Linked DNA regions of Mus musculus: region 2 is linked to region 1. A link is a contact called in public Hi-C data. All regions are on one chromosome and are shown on one strand. Each heading gives the region's core, a stretch centred on a gene start, on an enhancer-like site or on the middle of the called end of the contact. The rest is flanking DNA. Distances are from core to core; before and after follow the strand shown.

What was found. Hi-C and Micro-C count contacts between places; a contact is called where the count stands out from the background.
Region 2: a contact with region 1 is called in a Hi-C map of granulocyte-monocyte progenitors, with 2.3 times the contacts expected there. The contact joins two enhancer-like sites. A contact is called at or near these places in 2 of 39 promoter capture datasets (the C10 cell line and the HPC-7 cell line), 8 of 484 Hi-C or Micro-C datasets (the C10 cell line, the HPC-7 cell line, LSK cells and 5 more) and 1 of 115 datasets of contacts at active chromatin or transcription factors (the HPC-7 cell line).

The regions. Positions count from the first base shown.
Region 1 is chr1:95,467,299-95,471,399 of GRCm38.p6, reverse strand. No RefSeq gene overlaps it. Among named protein-coding and RNA genes, the nearest start is that of Fam174a, 160 kb to the right of the region's middle. Within about 2 kb of position 2,434, at least 67 of the 459 cell types and tissues checked have an H3K27ac peak or open chromatin away from gene starts, as enhancers often do. A contact at or near this core is called in the HPC-7 cell line, LSK cells, granulocyte-monocyte progenitors and 1 more, where this site is marked.
Region 2 is chr1:95,571,387-95,575,454 of GRCm38.p6, reverse strand. No RefSeq gene overlaps it. Among named protein-coding and RNA genes, the nearest start is that of St8sia4, 94 kb to the left of the region's middle. Within about 2 kb of position 2,089, at least 53 of the 459 cell types and tissues checked have an H3K27ac peak or open chromatin away from gene starts, as enhancers often do. A contact at or near this core is called in the HPC-7 cell line, LSK cells, granulocyte-monocyte progenitors and 1 more, where this site is marked.

The DNA of each region.
Region 1 (4,101 bases), core at 1,185-3,684:
TCTATTCATTCTCTTTATGTATTTGTATTTATCATTATGGGCTACATGTTTTTAAAGTGCACTATGTATATGTACATGTACATGTATATGTTTATGTATATGAATTTAATCCAAGGAAGAGATTTTGAACTCAACTTGACAAATTGATATGTCAGATACAAATATATCATCTGAATTTTTATTTACCCACTGAATTTCTAACCAGTAGTCTTTCCTTAATCCATGTCATTGTGTACTTAAGCTAGTATATTTTAGAGTTAGTATAAAAGATACAAGGTAGGGCTGGTGAGATGGCTCAGTGGGTAAGAGCACCCGACTGCTCTTCCAAAGGTCCGGAGTTCAAATCCCAGCAACTACATGGTGGCTCACAACCATCCGTAATGAGATCTGACTCCCTCTTCTGGAGTGTCTGAAGACAGCTACAGTGTACTTACATAGAATAAATAAATAAATCTTAAAAAAAAAAAGATACAAGGTAAAAAAAATCTCTTGAATAAATCAGTTTTTTCTCTTATGTGAGAATAACCATTCATGGCATTAAAAATAGTTGCTGCAAGTCACAGTTTTTGAACCAGAATCTTGACATTATGAGGGAAAAAGTTCAAAGCATATCTAAGTCATTCAGAGTTCACCAAGCCCTTTGCATTTCCAATCTGACCCACATCATATTTATTGGCCATAATGACTGTGAATCACAACAAACTCAGGGACCTTCTGTAAAGGCAAACTATCCCCCATTAATAATGCAGCAGTTAACATTAAAGTACTGTCACCATGCTAGTTTATGGCATGATAAATATGTTAAAAATGCTTTGCAATACAACCACGGGAGTGTGCTTGGCCATAAGTATATTTTACAAACCAATGAAAAATGGGAATAAAATGGGGAGGGAGAGAGCTTTCTTTCATGGAGGTGAAACAGGAGAAAATGTCGTAATGTTAATGCAACATTCTACATGTTTTATGCGCATGGGGATGATTGCATGTGTGCATGATATGCATCTGTTGGATAAATATGTATCTGACCCTATGTATGTATGTGTGACTTAAGCCTTTATGTGCTATGTGTGAATGCACTTGAATGAAAACGTAAATGTTCCTGAACTTTCTGGTTTGCAGTTTAAGTAATAATAACGCAGTCAATAGGTGTAAGCTGTCTAGAAAGTATTTATAGTCAGGATATTTGTAGTCAATATTTGAGAAAAGAATACAGAGTCCAAAACCTTAATGTCCCTTATCATTACAAACCCATCAAGATCTCTATCTTTATGATGTCTATCTTTATGACAGTTGATATACTAATTTAATCAAGGTTTAGAACTCAGCTCATCCCAGCATCTATTTTTTGTACCATTTTACCCAGTCCCTTTCTCCAATTACCAAGATTAGAATTTGTTAAGGAAAGGATTACTTATGGCATTATTTTTATATTTCTTTTTTTTTTTTTTTTTTTTTTTTTGGTTTTTCAAGACAGGTTTCTCTGTATAGTCCTGGCTGTCCTGAAACTCACTTTGTAGACCAGGCTGGCCTCGAACTCAGAAATCCACCTGCCTCTGCCTCCTGAGTGCTGGAATTAAAGGCGTGTGCCACCACGCCCGGCTCTATTTTTATATTTCTTTTGCACTATATTTTTCTTTGTTTTACTTCAGAACTTCCTGAGCCTGTATAAATTGAAAAGCAAGCAATTTATAGAGCTGTGAGCAGAAGTCCAGCTGTCCCAATAGTCCCTCGGTACTTTTGCACATTTCAGTATGTTAAAGCATCATGAACAAGTGAGAGTAAACGCATAGAGAGAGTGGAACCAGAATACAATGCTCTTAGTATGTTTATGCTTTTAGGAACATTTTTCACTTTTCTTTTCCACTCCTCTTGGCTGTCAAGTGAAATCTTCTGTTGTTGTTTATTTTTTGAGACAGAATTTTAATTACAACATCTTCCTCTTGCATTTCCTTTCTACAAACCCTCCTGAATATACCTGTCTTCTCTTCTTCATATGATCTCATTTCTCATTAGCACATATGTATATTTGTTCATATGTTTACATGTATATAAACACACATTCGTATGTGTGTGTGTTTATGTGTGTGTGTCTGTGTGTGTATGTCTGTGTGTATGTCTGTGTGTGTTTGTGTGTTCCTAAATACAACTTGTGTCCATACAATGTTGTTGTTCTGTCCTTTGGGCAGTCATATTGGGAAGACTTTATCCACTTAGACTCTCTGTTATAGCTAAAACAAAAGCTATAGCATGGAATGTTAGGCAAGAAAGAAACAACTCCATAGCAAACTCTTGTCTATGTAGTGGTTCATGTAGTCTCCCATACTGTCTAATTTGACATGACAAAACTTTCATAAACCCATTGCATGCTGTATATCATTCATATTTCACATATGCATGCAATACCATGTTTCTTCATTGTGGTCACTGAGAGAAACTTACTGGCTTAAACCATAGCTCATGTTTTCAAGCCACAAGAAACCCGAAGCCTGACACCATGGAATCAGCAGAACAACATCTCCTTTGAAGGAAATGCCTCCTCTTTTTTATACATCGGCACTAGCATCTGCTCTCACCTGCACTTTTTATCTTAGCCATTCTAATTGGTGTGATATGGAATCTCAGGGTCATTTTTATTTGCATTTCCCTGATGACTAAATATTTTAAACATTTCTTTCCTTAAGTGCTTCTCAGCCATTTGAGATTCCTCAGTTGAGAATTCTCTGTTTAACTCTGTACCCCAGTTTTAATAGGGTTATTTGGTTCTCTGAAGTTTAGCTTCTTGAGTTCTTTGTATATTTTGCATATTGCCTGCTCTTGGCCAGCAGCTCTAGGCTGAGAGGAGAGAACTTGGTCCAGCCAAGTCTCTCCAGGGCTGAAACAGGATGGTGAATGTCACAGCTCAGATCTCCTGCAGACTGGAGAATAACCACCCTGAGCCAGAAGTCTGTCAAAGCAGGAACTTAATTGTATCAGTCTTTTGTTTATAGAGGGCTGAGAGAGGAGGTGGGAATTTTTTTGCTAAGGTGAGATGACATAGGGGAAGAGGAAGGACGAGGAAGGGTATGGGGTGACTGATAGAGCCAACAAAGTTACTCTATGTTAGCAGTAGCTAAGCAGAGACAGGCTTAAGCAGGTCATGCTGAGTCACTCCAGTACGGAAGTGACTGAGACAGTTTTCAAAACTCAAGCCAGGCTGGGGTTTGTCCTCAAGACCCAAACCAGGGCCAAATAGGGCCCAACAGCATATTATTCTTCTATTAGATGTAGAGTTGGTAAAGATGTTTCCCCAACATCTGTGGGATGTGGTTTTTGTCCTATTGACAGTGCCTTTGCCTTACAGAAGCTTTGCAGTTTTATTAGGTTCCATTTGTCAACTGTTGATCTTAGAGCACGAGCCATTGGTGGTTTCTTCAGATTTTTCTCTTTGTCAATGTATATGAGGCTGTTCCCCACTTTCTCTTCTATTTGATTCCGTGTATCTGGTTTTATGTGGAGGTCCTTGATCCACTTGGACTTGAGCTTTGTACAGTGCTTTCAATGCTTGCTGTGACTCTAGGTACTCATCTCTGCTCTAGTCCACCTCTTACAGAGATACTTGTGAGGTATCTTTACATTATGTGTAAAGCCCACCTAAATAACGGAATGGTTATCTCAAGTTCTCTAAATGAGTTTCATTTGCAAAGGCATTTTTTAAAAGAAGATACACAGATTCTGTAGGTTACGAGAAGGCCTCAATATTGTTTGAAGAGCCAAGATACAAGCCATTACAAGTACAAATCTATATTGAAGTATATTCTTACTTCAGTTTCATAGGAGTAGAGTCCACGTCTCAGCAATACTCCCCACCCTCCTGCCCAGTACCACAAGCACTTGTAAATCTAGCAGGATGGGAGAGAGTAGGGTGACACACACATTTCTGGCTCTCATCCCATGCCCTGACTGTACACTATTCTCTGGCAGCATCCACCATTCCTACAGTTACAGGAAAATCTCAGTTCAGAAGACTATTTTACACATTTTTCCTTATATGAACTTAACCTGACTTTCTAAACCTGTCAAAAATCATTTCTCCTGGTGAAAATTAGCATGAGCGTGGGAGGG
Region 2 (4,068 bases), core at 840-3,339, 100 kb before region 1:
GAAAGATCATATTGAGGTAACCTATACCCAGAAACTCCAATGCACCATGGTTTCTCTCACTGGAGGCTCCTAGCTCTCAATCTTCAGACGTGAGTGCAAATTCTTGTGTAAAAACAGTAATCAGGAAAGTAAAATGATATCCTTGCAAGAATAGGGTTTGTGGGGAAAGAGACACCTTGGGGAAAGCAGGGTGCAAGTGGACAGCCTGCATCTTTAATTATGGAGAAGGTGGAAGATCAGTTCAGAAGGAAAGAAGCTAAAATAAGAGGAAAAATATTGAAAAACATTTCAAACCAATCCCACTATTAATAATTTACCTTTAAAATGATCCTGTATTACACTAGACCCTTTGTATAAATATACATATATAGTTGAAATGAAATTTTCTCATCCAGGCTCACAGTACTATCTCCAGGAGAAAAACCATCTTGACTCTAGCTGCATATGTATCAAAAGATGGCCTAGTCGGCCATCACTGGAAAGAGAGGCCCATTGGACAGGCAAACTTTATATGCCCCAGTACAGGGGAACGCCAGGGCCAAAAAAAAAAAATGGGAATGGGTGGGTAGGGGAGTGGGGGGGGGAGGGTGTGGGGGACTTTTGGGATAGCATTGGAAATGTAATTGAAGAAAATATGTAAAAAAAAAAATGGGAAGCCATCTTTATAGTTACTTTGTCCAAATTGTCCAAAAGAGTACTAAGATATACAAAAATTGCACTGCCCTTAGTTACCATCCCATACTTTATGGAAGGTAAGGTTCTATTGTTAAAGGCACCATGGACTTCAGGCACAGGAACAAGAGGTCACTGATATAGAACATACATAAATTCTTCCTCCCTAAAGACTGTTTTTCTTGCTACCAGAGGCACAATGCAAAGTTCCAAAAGGAGGAAGCAACAGACAGTCCTACAGAGGTATGAAGCCTATAAATAATCACAACACGCAACATGGTACATTAGCCCTAGGAGTATAGTACTACGTGCATCCCTTATTGGTAGCCAATGACACTCTAATTGAATATAACACCTACACAAAAAGAGGGTACCTATTCCTGGTACTGTAACCCTAGCCAACTATTCAGGAATAGTGAAGTTATAGTTCATGTAAAGGAACCTATGGCCATCACTTTATAAATCAATACCATCCCTCATTACATTCTAAATTTTTGTACCCATGGCCAAAGATAAGTGTAGTCCGTGTCCCACATCAGGGAAACTTCTCATTACAGCAGATAGAAACCGTTACAAAAATGACAACCAATCAAAAGGCAGAGCTATAAAGCCCAGTCCTACTTGATAGATATATAAAACATATCTTGCACATAAGGCTTGAGGAGGTAGAAGTATTGGAAGAGCCTTCAAGAGGAGGTAGAAGTATTGGAAGAGCCAAATTAGAGTATCTGCTGTGAGCTAGTATCTCATATTACTATCAGAAGGTATATCCCAGAAAGTCTCACCCATATGACTGCATAACCTGGGTTGAACAAAGATAACAATATGAAACATACAGATGTAGATTGGGGGAAGCTCCCAAAGCTCCAGTTCTCCACAAAGATCTGTGGGCAACTAAGGAAATCCCAGAGTGGGAGAAGTGGTCATGCTCATGGAAGAACACATTAATTTTGTTCTCTGTGGCAAATAAACAGCTCTGAAAATATACCTACAAGTAATAATATACACAACGAGGTGTGTGTGTAACAAGAATCAATGATAAAAAGAAAGATCACCAATGTGCAGTCAAGTGTTCAACCACTCAACTATACTCTCAACACCATGGATTTGAGAAAGGATAGGGGAGTTATATGACAGAGTCTGGTGATAGAAAATGGAAGCAGAAATTATGTAATTACCTTTTAACTTCAAAAGAAAGAATGTAATACCATCATCCCCCATGGGTAGCTGGCTGGATTTAGATAGTACAGGGTGACAAGTACAGAGGAAATAGGTATAGTGATCTCAAAGGTCACTATGAAGTAAAATAAGTGATGGATTTAGAAAGTTCATTAAAACATATTGCTAGCTAACACATGACAAAAAGGAGTGAGGGGGATATCACTACATTCACACAGTTCACACGCTTCTGCTTCTGTGCTGAGAAGGCAAGGAAGTGTCTGGATCAAGCTGATCAGCTACTGGCCCAGAGAGCGGGGTAGAACAATCCTTTCAAAACGCAAAAAGATTCTAGCAAGGAGATTGCTTCATCAAATCCCTGAAGGGAAAAAAATCGGTATCTATACATAAAGAAATATCTTCCCAAATATTTCTGAACTTTTCTGGAGTACATTCGTGTTAGTTGATTGCAGCACATTTTAAGACTGTACATGCCGTCGTTGTTGATTTGTGGGGACTTTCATAATACATAACCGGAAAGTGAATAAGCAAAAGCTAGAGGGAAAGCCACAGGTCTGCGGTGAATTTGTCTTTCTCACTCATTTGCTATAAAATCAATCTAGTTTTTTAAAAAATTCTTTCCTGTTGTGTTAATTGCCTATTTGCTTATAGTAAAACCAGCCTGACAAAGGCTACCTATAGAAATAAGGATTGATTTGGGATTATAGTTCTATCAAACAGTTCAAAATGACAAAGATGAGATTGCATCAGGCAGCCAGAGAAGACAGCTCATTGACCAGCTAGAAGCTGAGAGAGGAAAACAGAAGCACATCAAAGCTATAATCTCCAATGAGTTCTTACTCCCACAAGGCTACTTCCTAAAGGTTTTGTATCCTCCATGGAACAGCAACTGGGGACCAAGTATTCCAATGCCTGAACCTATGTGGGAATTCTTTCCTCAAACTGCCTAACTTGTTAACTATAGAAAGTTATAATGCTGTCAAAGACTCTAATATCTGACACAGCTAAGATCCAGTAATTGATAGAATATGATTTTAATATTTAGAAAAATTTTATGATGCACCAGTAGGACTAGTTATGAAACTATAAAAAGCTAGCTGCCCCAATCCCAGAAAATGAAGCAATATTGCCATGTAATTAAAACACTCAAGAATTTAGAGTCCTTCATTTTCCTTGATAATTTACAACATCTTTATATTTTTCAATGACATGTGGCTTATGCTGCATGATTTTTAGCAAGAATAAAAGATGAATTGTGAGTCATCAGATACTGTTGGATATTTCTCTTATCATTTTGTTTGTTGGTGCTATTTCTACAAATACTTATATTTTTAAATTTTTATTTGATATTCTAGACCATGAACAAACATTTTTCAAAGTACGTTTCTGTTTAAATGCTCAGATAAAAAAACAAAACAAAAAACAACAACAACAAAAAAAAACTTCTCTGATGGCATCCTCTTAACGATTTTCCAGATGCAACACCAGTCTCTCTGCATGGGTCAAAATGTGCTCCCTATGCACACCTGCATATCTCAAGTAAAAAAGTTCTGTTAATTATAGGTTGGTTCTCTAGGTAAGCATTTTTCCTCACTGCAAGCATTTAAATCTATTTGCTCCAAAGGAAACAGGCTATCTTAAGGAGAAAATACATGCAGGTGACGAGAACCCTGATTGTATTAAATGATAGCTATTATAGATCTAAATGTAGTTTTATGATACTCTATGCCCATCACTTTTCAGAAACTTTTTCTGGTCTCTTTTGGTTTCTTGGTGCTTAAACTTTATGGGCTATAAGGTAATAACTACTTTTTGTGGCCCGTGAGTATACAACTGAGAACTTTGCAACAAAATACAGAGTAACAAGGGAAAATGCACAAGTTTAAAATATGTGACATACAGCATAGTAGCCCTTAGAAATGATGACTCAGAGAACTTAAGAAAAACTAATTTCGTGTTTAGGTTTGGTAACCAGTTTGGTAATCATGGGAAAACCTTGAGAAGTAAGTTTGAAGAGCCCAGGAGAAACTTAATCTAGACCAGTTTTTTTCAGATTATTTTATTTGTCATAAAATTTTAAAAATAAGGTATTTCTTCCTCTGGGAATAGCAAAGGTCCCTTCTGAATGAGGATCTCATGGCCTACTCCTTGAGAGACATATGACCATATGGCCTTATAGTTATATAGAACATATGGCCTTATAGTTATATAGAACAT